Regions from separate parts of the Capra hircus genome. Here region 2 is linked to region 1. Evidence: chromatin contacts called from public Hi-C data. All regions are on one chromosome and are shown on one strand. Each heading gives the region's core, a stretch centred on a gene start, on an enhancer-like site or on the middle of the called end of the contact. The rest is flanking DNA. Distances are from core to core; before and after follow the strand shown. Region 1 overlaps TCF7 (transcription factor 7). Region 2 has its middle 12 kb from the start of VDAC1.

The links. Hi-C and Micro-C count contacts between places; a contact is called where the count stands out from the background.
Region 2: a contact with region 1 is called in a Hi-C map of blood, with 4 times the contacts expected there. The contact joins two enhancer-like sites. A contact is called at or near these places in 3 of 5 Hi-C or Micro-C datasets (all in blood).

Annotation. Positions count from the first base shown.
Region 1 is chr7:64,708,827-64,713,417 of ARS1.2, forward strand. TCF7 (transcription factor 7) reads right to left here. Exons shown (of 12, transcript XR_001918305.1): 4 at 3,985-4,093; 5 at 3,105-3,195; 6 at 1,564-1,656; 7 at 351-470. Among named protein-coding and RNA genes, the nearest start is that of SKP1, 24 kb to the left of the region's middle. Within about 2 kb of position 1,810, at least 3 of the 5 cell types and tissues checked have an H3K27ac peak or open chromatin away from gene starts, as enhancers often do.
Region 2 is chr7:64,800,699-64,805,284 of ARS1.2, forward strand. No RefSeq gene overlaps it. Among named protein-coding and RNA genes, the nearest start is that of VDAC1, 12 kb to the right of the region's middle. Within about 2 kb of position 2,468, at least 1 of the 5 cell types and tissues checked has an H3K27ac peak or open chromatin away from gene starts, as enhancers often do.

The DNA.
Region 1 (4,591 bases), core at 560-3,059:
TGTCTTTGTCTGTGATTGGGTAGATATACTAGGGTTTTGTAAATGGTATCTTATTTTAGCTGCCCCAGAGTAGGTGAGCGGAGCTCACTATTGTTCCTTATAGGAATTTTGTAGCTAAGTAAGGAAAGCCCCTCCTCTCTGGGCTCAAACTAAATCCTTGTTCCCCATTCCATCCATCCCACTCCTGCTTCTGAGGGTCAAAAAAACAGTGGTCAGTGGTAAACTGCCACAAGATGGCTTGACAGGGGATCTGGCAGTCCCTGGAGGGAGGGCTTGGCCCTGGTGAGAGGAATGTGTGTCCTGGGGTCTGCTTATTTTCCCTCCCCGCCCCCAAGTGTTTGTTCACTCACAGGCTGCGGTCATAGGGCTGCAGCTCCTGCTTCCCTGAAGAGGGTACGATGGCTGGGTGGGGGATGGCTGCGGGGTGACCAGGGACACCAGAACCTAGCATCAGGGGTGGATGGGTGAACCTAGAGGCAAAAGAAGAGTTAACGCTGAGCCAGGCATCACGGCCCAGATCTGTGGACACACAGAGGCCGCTGCACAGCACGCGAGGACAGGCGAACGGTCACCCAACTCCACTGGCTGCATACAAGACACAGAAATACAGACACCTGCTCCCAGCACTGCCCAGACACTGCGAGAATCTACATGTGCAGCAGATTCAGGTGCTTCCTGGCGTCCTGAATAACTTGTGAATCTGTCCCCTTCTCACCTCCCGCTCTCACCAGCTCAGCCTCAACCTGCAGCTGCCCTGTGGGCTTCCTTTCCTCATTGACCCCTCCAGGTCTCCCTCCATATAACAGCACTTGAGTGCCGTTCCCCCTACTGCTCATAGAATAAAACCCAGGCTTCTTCCTAGGGATTGCACACCCATTCCGCACCCCATTTCCCATCACTTCCTGCCCCTCAGCCATCTCCGGCTGATTGCTGTTATCTTTGTCCCCCTCGCTCAAGAGCTATCCTCATGAAGCTTGTCCTGACCCATCAGACATGGCTGGGTCTCCTTGGGGCTTCCCCTTCACCCAGATAGCTGCTGTATCTCTCCCTCCCACCCTGGGCTGGCGGCTCCAGTAGGTCTAGAAGTGTCTGCTGACAAACCTGTTCCATGCCTGGACAGGTCTGTCTCCGAGGAAGTGAGCTAAGTGAGAGGACACACATGGACACATAGTTCCCACTTGTACAGTATGGAGTCACTGAGCAGGTAGCCCCTAAGACATGTAAAAGGTGCTGCCTCAGTTTGGACAGAGCTCCAGGAATGTCCAAGAGAGGTGTCCTGACCCTTTTCGGGATGCACAAGAGGTGAGTGTGCACACACCTGCACATGTGTGCCTGTACGCTCTCTGGCTGCTCTGGTGCTTTGCACAGTACGACTTGGGCTTAAGCCTCCTACACTCCCACTGGCTTCATTCTCAGTCACAGGGCAGCTCGGGGCTGGAGAATGACAGACGGACGGATGGACAGACGACAAGAGGGCAAGCACTGGTCTGGGCATAGCCTCTTGTGGGCACTGAAGCCTGGGCAACAGGAAGCAGGAGCCTAGCTGCAGGGTGGGGGACTCACCTGGGGTAGGGGGCGCCAGGGGCTGCGGTGGGGGCAGGGAAGTGCTGTCTATATCCGCAGGAAGGGGACAGGGGGTAGAGAGGAGGGCTGGGCCTGTGGTTGGGAGAGATAGCTGTTAGCAGTCTGGCTACTGGCCAACTGTTAGTCTGAGTACTGGCCAGATGTGAGGAAGGAGTTCCCCACTGTGCTCAGGCCTGACCCCTAGTGTAATAAGGTAAACTGGCTTCTGCTTGGACCACTCTCGTGTATGTTTTAAACATCTGCCACCAGAGGGCAACCTTTCTCTCTGCAAGCTAACCTTTCTACTAGTGTCTAAGGGCCAGAAATGGCAGCACTCTCCTGGCACTGAGCTTAGAAGATCCCTGGGTCCCCTCCAGTCTCATCTTGTGAAATTTGGGCTTGATATTTCCATGCCTGCCAATAGGACCTTCATGCCCAGTGTTAACTCTTAGGATTGTTCTGTCCCACTTTGCTTCAAACTCCTGGTCATCTGTCAAGGTCTTACTTGGCCAAAACAGCCTTTCTTCTGAAACAGCCCTGGGAATCCCAAGCTGGACAAGGTGTCCCCCCAGGCTTCTACAGCCCTCAATCAAAGCACTGCTCCCATGCTTTGTAACTGGCCTCTTGTCTGAGTTGTACACAAGGTGGACTGAGATATGAGAGGGCAGGGACCTGAGGATCAACCTGCTGCAGCAGTGCTTCTCTGGTGCCCAGAGCTTGCCTGCCACACGTCAATCCTGGGGGTAGTCCTGATTTGTATTCAAGGTGGAGCTTTATCCAGAGAGAATCTGGACATGGAAGAGTGAGCTGAATGTGGATAAACGACAAGTAGAAAGAGGCAGGCAGGCCCAGGGAAGCTAACCTTTCCTACTTTTGGGTGACTGTCCCAACCTAGAGAGGCCAGAGACCTGCCTCGGTCAAACTGCGTTTGATGAGCAAAAGGTCACATACCCTGCCAAGACCCTGCTCCAGCCAAAGACAGGCCCTTTGGCTCATGGTTGGATTTGCTGCATAGGATCCAGGCTGGCTTTTCCTGGCCCAGCATTAGTGGACTCTACAAGCAGGCTGCCAGGAGTTTGGACTGAAGCAGGCACCATACGGGCACAGACGGACCCTGACCTTCGAGCAGCTCTGCCAAGGAGGGGACCAGCCGGCAGCAGACACAGAGACGAGTGGGTAGCATCCCCCTGTCCGCCAGGCCACTGAGAAACAGCGGCCTCTCCTGTGTCCCTGCAAGCTGCCACCTCCCTGCTCAGGCCTGCCTTTCTATCTCACACACTCATATGACCCTAAACAGCCCAGGGTTCCCCCATTCAAGTCTCAGACATTAAGGCGGAGCACGACAGGGCTGGGTCTCCTGCCTTTCCAAAGGGAGTTTGTGTGGCTGGCTGAGGTATGGCTAGAGGCGCTGGCCAACCCCTGTTACCTGTATAGAGCTGGCAGCAAGGTGCTCAGCACAGAAGAGTGGAGGAGGAAAGTGGAAGGGCGGGTATGGGTCCAGCCAGCACAAGGGGCCCCTTTCCCACTGAGCCCTCACTTACCAGCTCACAGTGTGGGGGAGCTGTCCCATGCTGCCTGAGGTCAGAGAGTAGAAGCCAGAGAGGTCAGGGGTCTGCAGAGGCCTGTGAACTCCTGCAGGGGAGAGGGGCAGAGTAAGTGAGCTAGCCTGACCTAGAAGCCACTCCAGCTGGTTCCTGCATCCTAGAGCCTCCCGTGGGGCCCTCAAGATCCCATGTCCCTGTGCTAGAGGCCCAGACATACTGGTCTTTTCAGGACTAGCCTGGTGTGATCAGAGTGCCCCATCTGCAGACTGTGGGCACAAGGGCAGATGGTTGGTGTGACTTGCGTGTGGACAGTGGCTGGGTAGTGGCAGAGCTGGAGTCATGAAGGACTGGAAGACCAAACCTTGCCACGCCCTGGCTCATTGCTGATCTCCAACTGGGGCCTCTGCTGGGGTCTCTAGCCTGGCTTTCTGGGCAGGAGGCAGACCCCTTGGCCCAGGAGCCCAGGGACCCAGGGCTCCACCCATTGCTCTTGCCCCCTCCTCCCCAGGGTTGAGTCAGCAGGTTTCCCACAGTAGACAGTGGCTGATTTCAGAATGACTTTGCCCGAGGCTGAGGTGAATCAGCCATCACAACCACCACTTTCCATTTTCTCACTGTGGGGAGGGAAAGACTACAAGTTCTCTATTTATCATCTTCACACAGAGGCCTACTCCCATACTGGCACTGGTTAGCCACTTAGGATTCAGTCTCCTACCTAAACCTCAAACCTTCAAATTTTGACCTGGTACCATCTTGCCCAACCCTTTGGTGCCTTCAAAAAGGGTCTAGCCTCTTGCTCTCAGAAGGCAGGGACTTGATCCCCTTTCCCCACCACTCCTCTGGGTCTTGTTGGGCCCTTCCCATCCAGGATCCATACCTTGCTTCTGGCTGATGTCAGCTGGTACAGGTGTGGGGTGTGGGCTGCTGAAATGGTCATAGAGAGGAGAAAGTTGGGGGACGCCATGGGAAGGCTGACTGGCCTTGTTCTGAAAAACAAGGAGGGTGGGTGGGTGAATGTGGGAGACCCAAGGAAGGCACAGGACTGGGGTGCACATATGAGCAAAGTCCCAATTTGCTGTGTGGGGGTAGCCCAACCATCAGAGCAAAGTGGAGGTAGTCAAAACCACAGGCTTCACTGGACAGAACCCCACTCAAGCCACCCTGTGTCCAGTGGCTCTGTTGCCCCTCTCCACCACCCTCGCCCCAGACTTTGCTCAAGGAGTCCAATCTCCCAGAGAGTCTCAGTCTTTCTTTGTCCTCAGCTCTAGGAGGCATTTTCCCCCTGCCCAGGAAATTCTTCCTGTCTCTTGGTTTCAGAGATCCCCCAGTTTCTCTGAGGCCCAATTGCTTGTCTGGTGCGTTGCTCACAAGCCTTCAGCCTTAGGACAGCCTAGAGCTTGCTTTTCTCCTCTGGCCCCCAGACTGAGGGGCTTGTGTCTGACCCTCTGGAGCCACCACTTAAGAGGATTTTATGACAGTGGAGG
Region 2 (4,586 bases), core at 1,218-3,717, 93 kb after region 1:
GCCCGCAGTGCAGGAGACCTGGGTTCAATCCCTGGGTCAGGAAGATCCCCTGGAGAAGGAAATGGCGACCCGCTGCAGTGTCCTTGCCTGGAGAATCCTGTAGAGTGTGGAGACTGGCAGGCTACAGTCCATGGGGTTGTAAAAGTTGGAGATGACTTAGTGACTAAACAACCAAGAACTGGCCTGGTGCAGGCAAAAAAAAAAAAAAGACCCAAACTACCATGGCTATGAAAATCTCTCACAAGTTGCCATTTTATAGTCATACCCACCACTCTTTCCCCAAGCATTGCTAACCCCTGGTAACTACTAACCTGCTTTCCAATCCATAATTTTGTCATTTTGAGAATGTTCTATAAGTGAAATTATATACGTGTACTCTTTAAAGTTGAATTCATTAAAATTAAAAAATTCAGTTCCCTGAATCTACCAGTCACATTTCTAAGCTCAGTAGCTGCAGCTGACTAGTAGCTATCACTTTGGACAGCACAGATGCACCGCTGTTTCCTCTTGGAGAAAGATCTATTGGAAGTGCTGCTTTAGGGAATAAGACCAGATCCATGGTTCACTCATGCTGATTCACAGCTCATGTCACCCAGGAGTGTCATGAAATAGAGAGTCCTGAGCATATTACTCATCTATTGTTGTTTAATAAATTGGCCCCAATGTAGTGACTTGAAACAACAGTCAGTGCATTGGGACATAATAAACAACCTTTATTATCTTGCATAATTTCTGGGGGTCAAGAGTTAAAGAGTGACTCAGCCATGTAAACAGGCTCAGAATCTTTCATGAAGTTGCAGTGAAATATTGATCAGGGCTGCGGTGGCAGGCCTGGGGCTGGAGGACTGGCTGGAAAGGTGATGCTGCCTGTTGGGGTGACTGGACTACTTGCCCAGGTCTAAGAAGTTTCCTGGGATGTGGAGTTTTAGTGTGAATTAATTCTGGGACTGTCCCAGACAAAGGAGAACAGCTGTAAGCAGGAGGACTCAGTTCCTCCCAACGTGGGCCTCTTTCAGGGCTACTTGAGTGTCCTTATAACACAGCCATCTTCTCCCAGAGTGAGCGATACTAGGGAAAGCAGGGTGGAAGCTCTGATGTCATTTCTGAGCTGCCTTGGAAGTCATATGGTATCATTGCTACTGCATTTTTTTTTCATGAGAAGCAAGTCACTAACTCCTCTGGTCCACATTCAAGGAGAGGAGACCTAGGATCCACCTTTCGAAGGAACGACTGTGAAAGAGTAAGTGGACATATTTTAAATCCTCTGAAAAGTGAAAAAAAAAGGGAACATGTTAATCACTCAGTCATGTCTGACTCTTTGTCATCCTATGGACTGTAGCCCACCAGGCTCCTCTGTCCATGGAATTCTCCAGGCAAGCATCCCGGAGTAGGTAGCCATTCCCTTCTCCACAGGATCTTCCTTATCCAGGGATTAAACCTGGGTTGGGTCTCCTGCATTGTAGGCAGATTCTTTACCTACCGAGCCACCAGAGAAACCCTTTTAAACTGACCTATACTTGAGATCCAGATTGGGCAAAGGGGGCAGAGCCCAGGAATCCATACTTTATCAAGGTTCCCTCTTGACCCCTGATGTGAGGTCCATTTGCCCATCTCAAGGTCCTGTCCCACCGTAAGATGGTGGGCATCCCACCTACCTCAGTGGACACTCGCAGGAGAGGAGAGGTGGAGGGCAACTCCAGGCTGATGAGATAGGTGAGTTGACCATGATTCCAGAAACTCTTATTAGATGACTAGGATGTCTTTTCCCACAGGATGAACGAGCAACAAATGGGGAACCATTTAGAAAACTCTCACCACTCTGAAACATTGAATGCTGTTACAAATAACCAACACCAAACTACACAGCAACAAGGAAAAAAAAAAAAAAAGGATGACACAATGTATACATCCTTGAGGGATGGCTGAAATGCTATAGCAGTTCAGGGTCAAGGTCTGGAGATGAATTTATTATACAAACAGGAACATAGCTGCAGTTACAGTAAGAGGGTGGGGACAGATGGTGAGTAATGCAAAGAAATGCATGTTAGTATTGCTTTCAATAAAAGAGGGTGGTTCCTTCTTCAGACTTCAACTGTCACCTTTCAGAGGCCTTTCCAGTCCTCTTGGTTAAAGCTGGTTGAAGCCCCTCTAGTTTTTGGTATCTCAATGCCTTGTTTGTGTCCACATAGCACTCGTTACATTTGAAAATATGCTGTCTGTCCCTGCAGCCTCTGAGCTCTGTGAAATAGGCAGGGAGCTTCCATCCCCTGCGGTCTCTCCAGGGCCGACACAGTGCCTAGGACATGCTTGCGGATCAGGAACTGTTGAGTGAGGCATGAAAGAGGTGAGGTCTGTGAGGAGAGGGGAGACCGCAGGTGAGGGAGGCAACAGAGGCCTCTCATGGCTGCTGGGGGAGGGGAGGCTGGGAGTCAGCCTAGTCCAGTGGCCCCTGGTCTGTGGATGTCCGAAAACTCCTGCGGCACCCACTCTTGAGAATCTGATTAAACTGGTTTTCTCACCTTTGGCACTGTTGCTCCTTTGTGCTAGATGACTCCTGCTGTGGGGACTATCCTGTGAACGATGCTTGGCAGCGGGCTTGGCCTCTCTCCAGCATCCACCTGAAGCACATGCTCCCCTGTGGAGACAATTTAACGTCTCTCCGGATGTTGCCAGATGCTCCCTGGAGATTGCCCTAGGAGATGGATGAGAAAACCAGCCCAGCACCCTAGTGGCCTGAAATCTTTGTCTGAAGATGAGCTGCCAGTGTAAATGCGGGAGTCTAGTCAAGGCTGTGGTTTCTCCTGTGGTCATGTATGGATGTGAGAGTTGGACTGTGAAGAAAGCTGAGCGCTGAAGAATTGATGCTTTTGAACTGTGGTGTTGGAGAAGACTCTTGAGAGTCCCTTGGACTGCATGGAGATCCAACCAGTCGATTCTAGAGGAGATCAGCCCTGGGTGTTCTTTGGGAGGACTGATGCTAAAGCTGAAACTCCAGTACTTTGGCCACCTCATGCGAAGAGTTGACTCATTGGGAAAGACTCTGATGCTGGGAGGGGTTGGGAGCAGGAGGAGAAGGGGACGACCGAGGATGAGATGGCTGGATGGCATCACCGACTCGATGGACGTGAGTCTGAGTGAACTCCGGGAGTTGGTGATAGACAGGGAGGCCTGGTGTGCTGCAGTTCATGGGGTCGCAAAGAGTCAGACACGACTGAGCGACTGAACTGAACTGATGCCTGTCTCACAGGGAAAGCTTCTTAGATAATTTGTTGTTCAGAGGCCTCTTGGTGACTGGCGCGACATGTGCTGCCACCTGTTGGTCGGTGTCTGGGAGTGCACCCTTGGCTCAACCAGCCCTGGGACACAGGGAAGCAACTTGCCTTCAGGTGGGCTCCAGTGGGGGCTCCAGTTCAGGGCCTCTCCCTATGGCTGGGCCAAAGTGAAGTGAAGTAGCTCAGTCGTGTCTGACTCTTTGCAACCCCATGGACTGTAGCCTATCAGGCTCCTTTGTCCATGGGATTCTCCAGGCAAGAATACTGGAGTGGGTTGCCATTTCCTTCTCCATTTCCTTCTTCCTGACCCAGGGATCAAACCTGGGTCTCCTGCATTGCAGGCAGATGCTTTACCCTCTGAGCCACCAGGGAAGCCCAAGGCTGGGTCAGGGAAGCCCCAAATGAGGCCAGCCAGCATGTGTGGCAACCAGGGAAGTCAGCGGGAATGGCACATTTTCCTATTATTTTGGTTAAATATTTAATGATGTAATTGTTAAAAAAAAAATCAGGTCAACTTTATTGATTGCTCTCTCCTCTTCTCAGACTCTCTTTCCCCCATGCTGGTTGGCGCCTCCAATAGTCAAACCCAAATTCCCTGTCTTTTCTATACTGACCCTCCTCAGAGCTCCCAGTTCAGTACAGACAGCATCAGCCCCTCGATACACAGCCAGAAGGATCATCTCCATCACTGAGCCCTACAGGCTCATCTACCTTCTCCAGTCTCCCCACCTTCACTGCTGTTCTCGCCATTGTCTGAGCCACACTCATCCGAAGCCTGCGCCAGTGCAGTGGCTCAGCTAGGAGGTTCCTCTGTTCCATATTGTGTTGCCTGGGGTCATGCTTTTGGTTGCATTAAGCTGGGAGCTTGGCAGAGCTGGAGATGGTTACTGGGGATGACAGTAGGGGTGGGAAGGCAGCTGGGCCTCTCTCTCCAGCAGGGTGGTTGCACTTCTTATTTGCAGGGGACTAGGCTATAAACTTGGAGAAGGTAATGGCACCCCACTCCAGTACTCTTGCCTGGAAAATCCCATGAATGGAGGAGCCTGGTAGGCTGCAGTCCATGGGGTTGTGAAGAGTCAGACATGACTGAGCGACTTCACTTTCACTTTTCACTTTCATGCATTGGAGAAGGAAGTGGCAACCCACTCCAGTGTTCTTGCCTGGAGAATCCCAGGGACGGGGGAGCCTGGTGGGCTGTCATCTATGGGGTTGCACAGAGTTGGACATGACTGACGTGACTTAGAAGCAGCAGCAGCAGCAGCAGGCTATAAACTTGGATTATAAAGAAAGCTGAGCACAGAAGAATTGATGCTT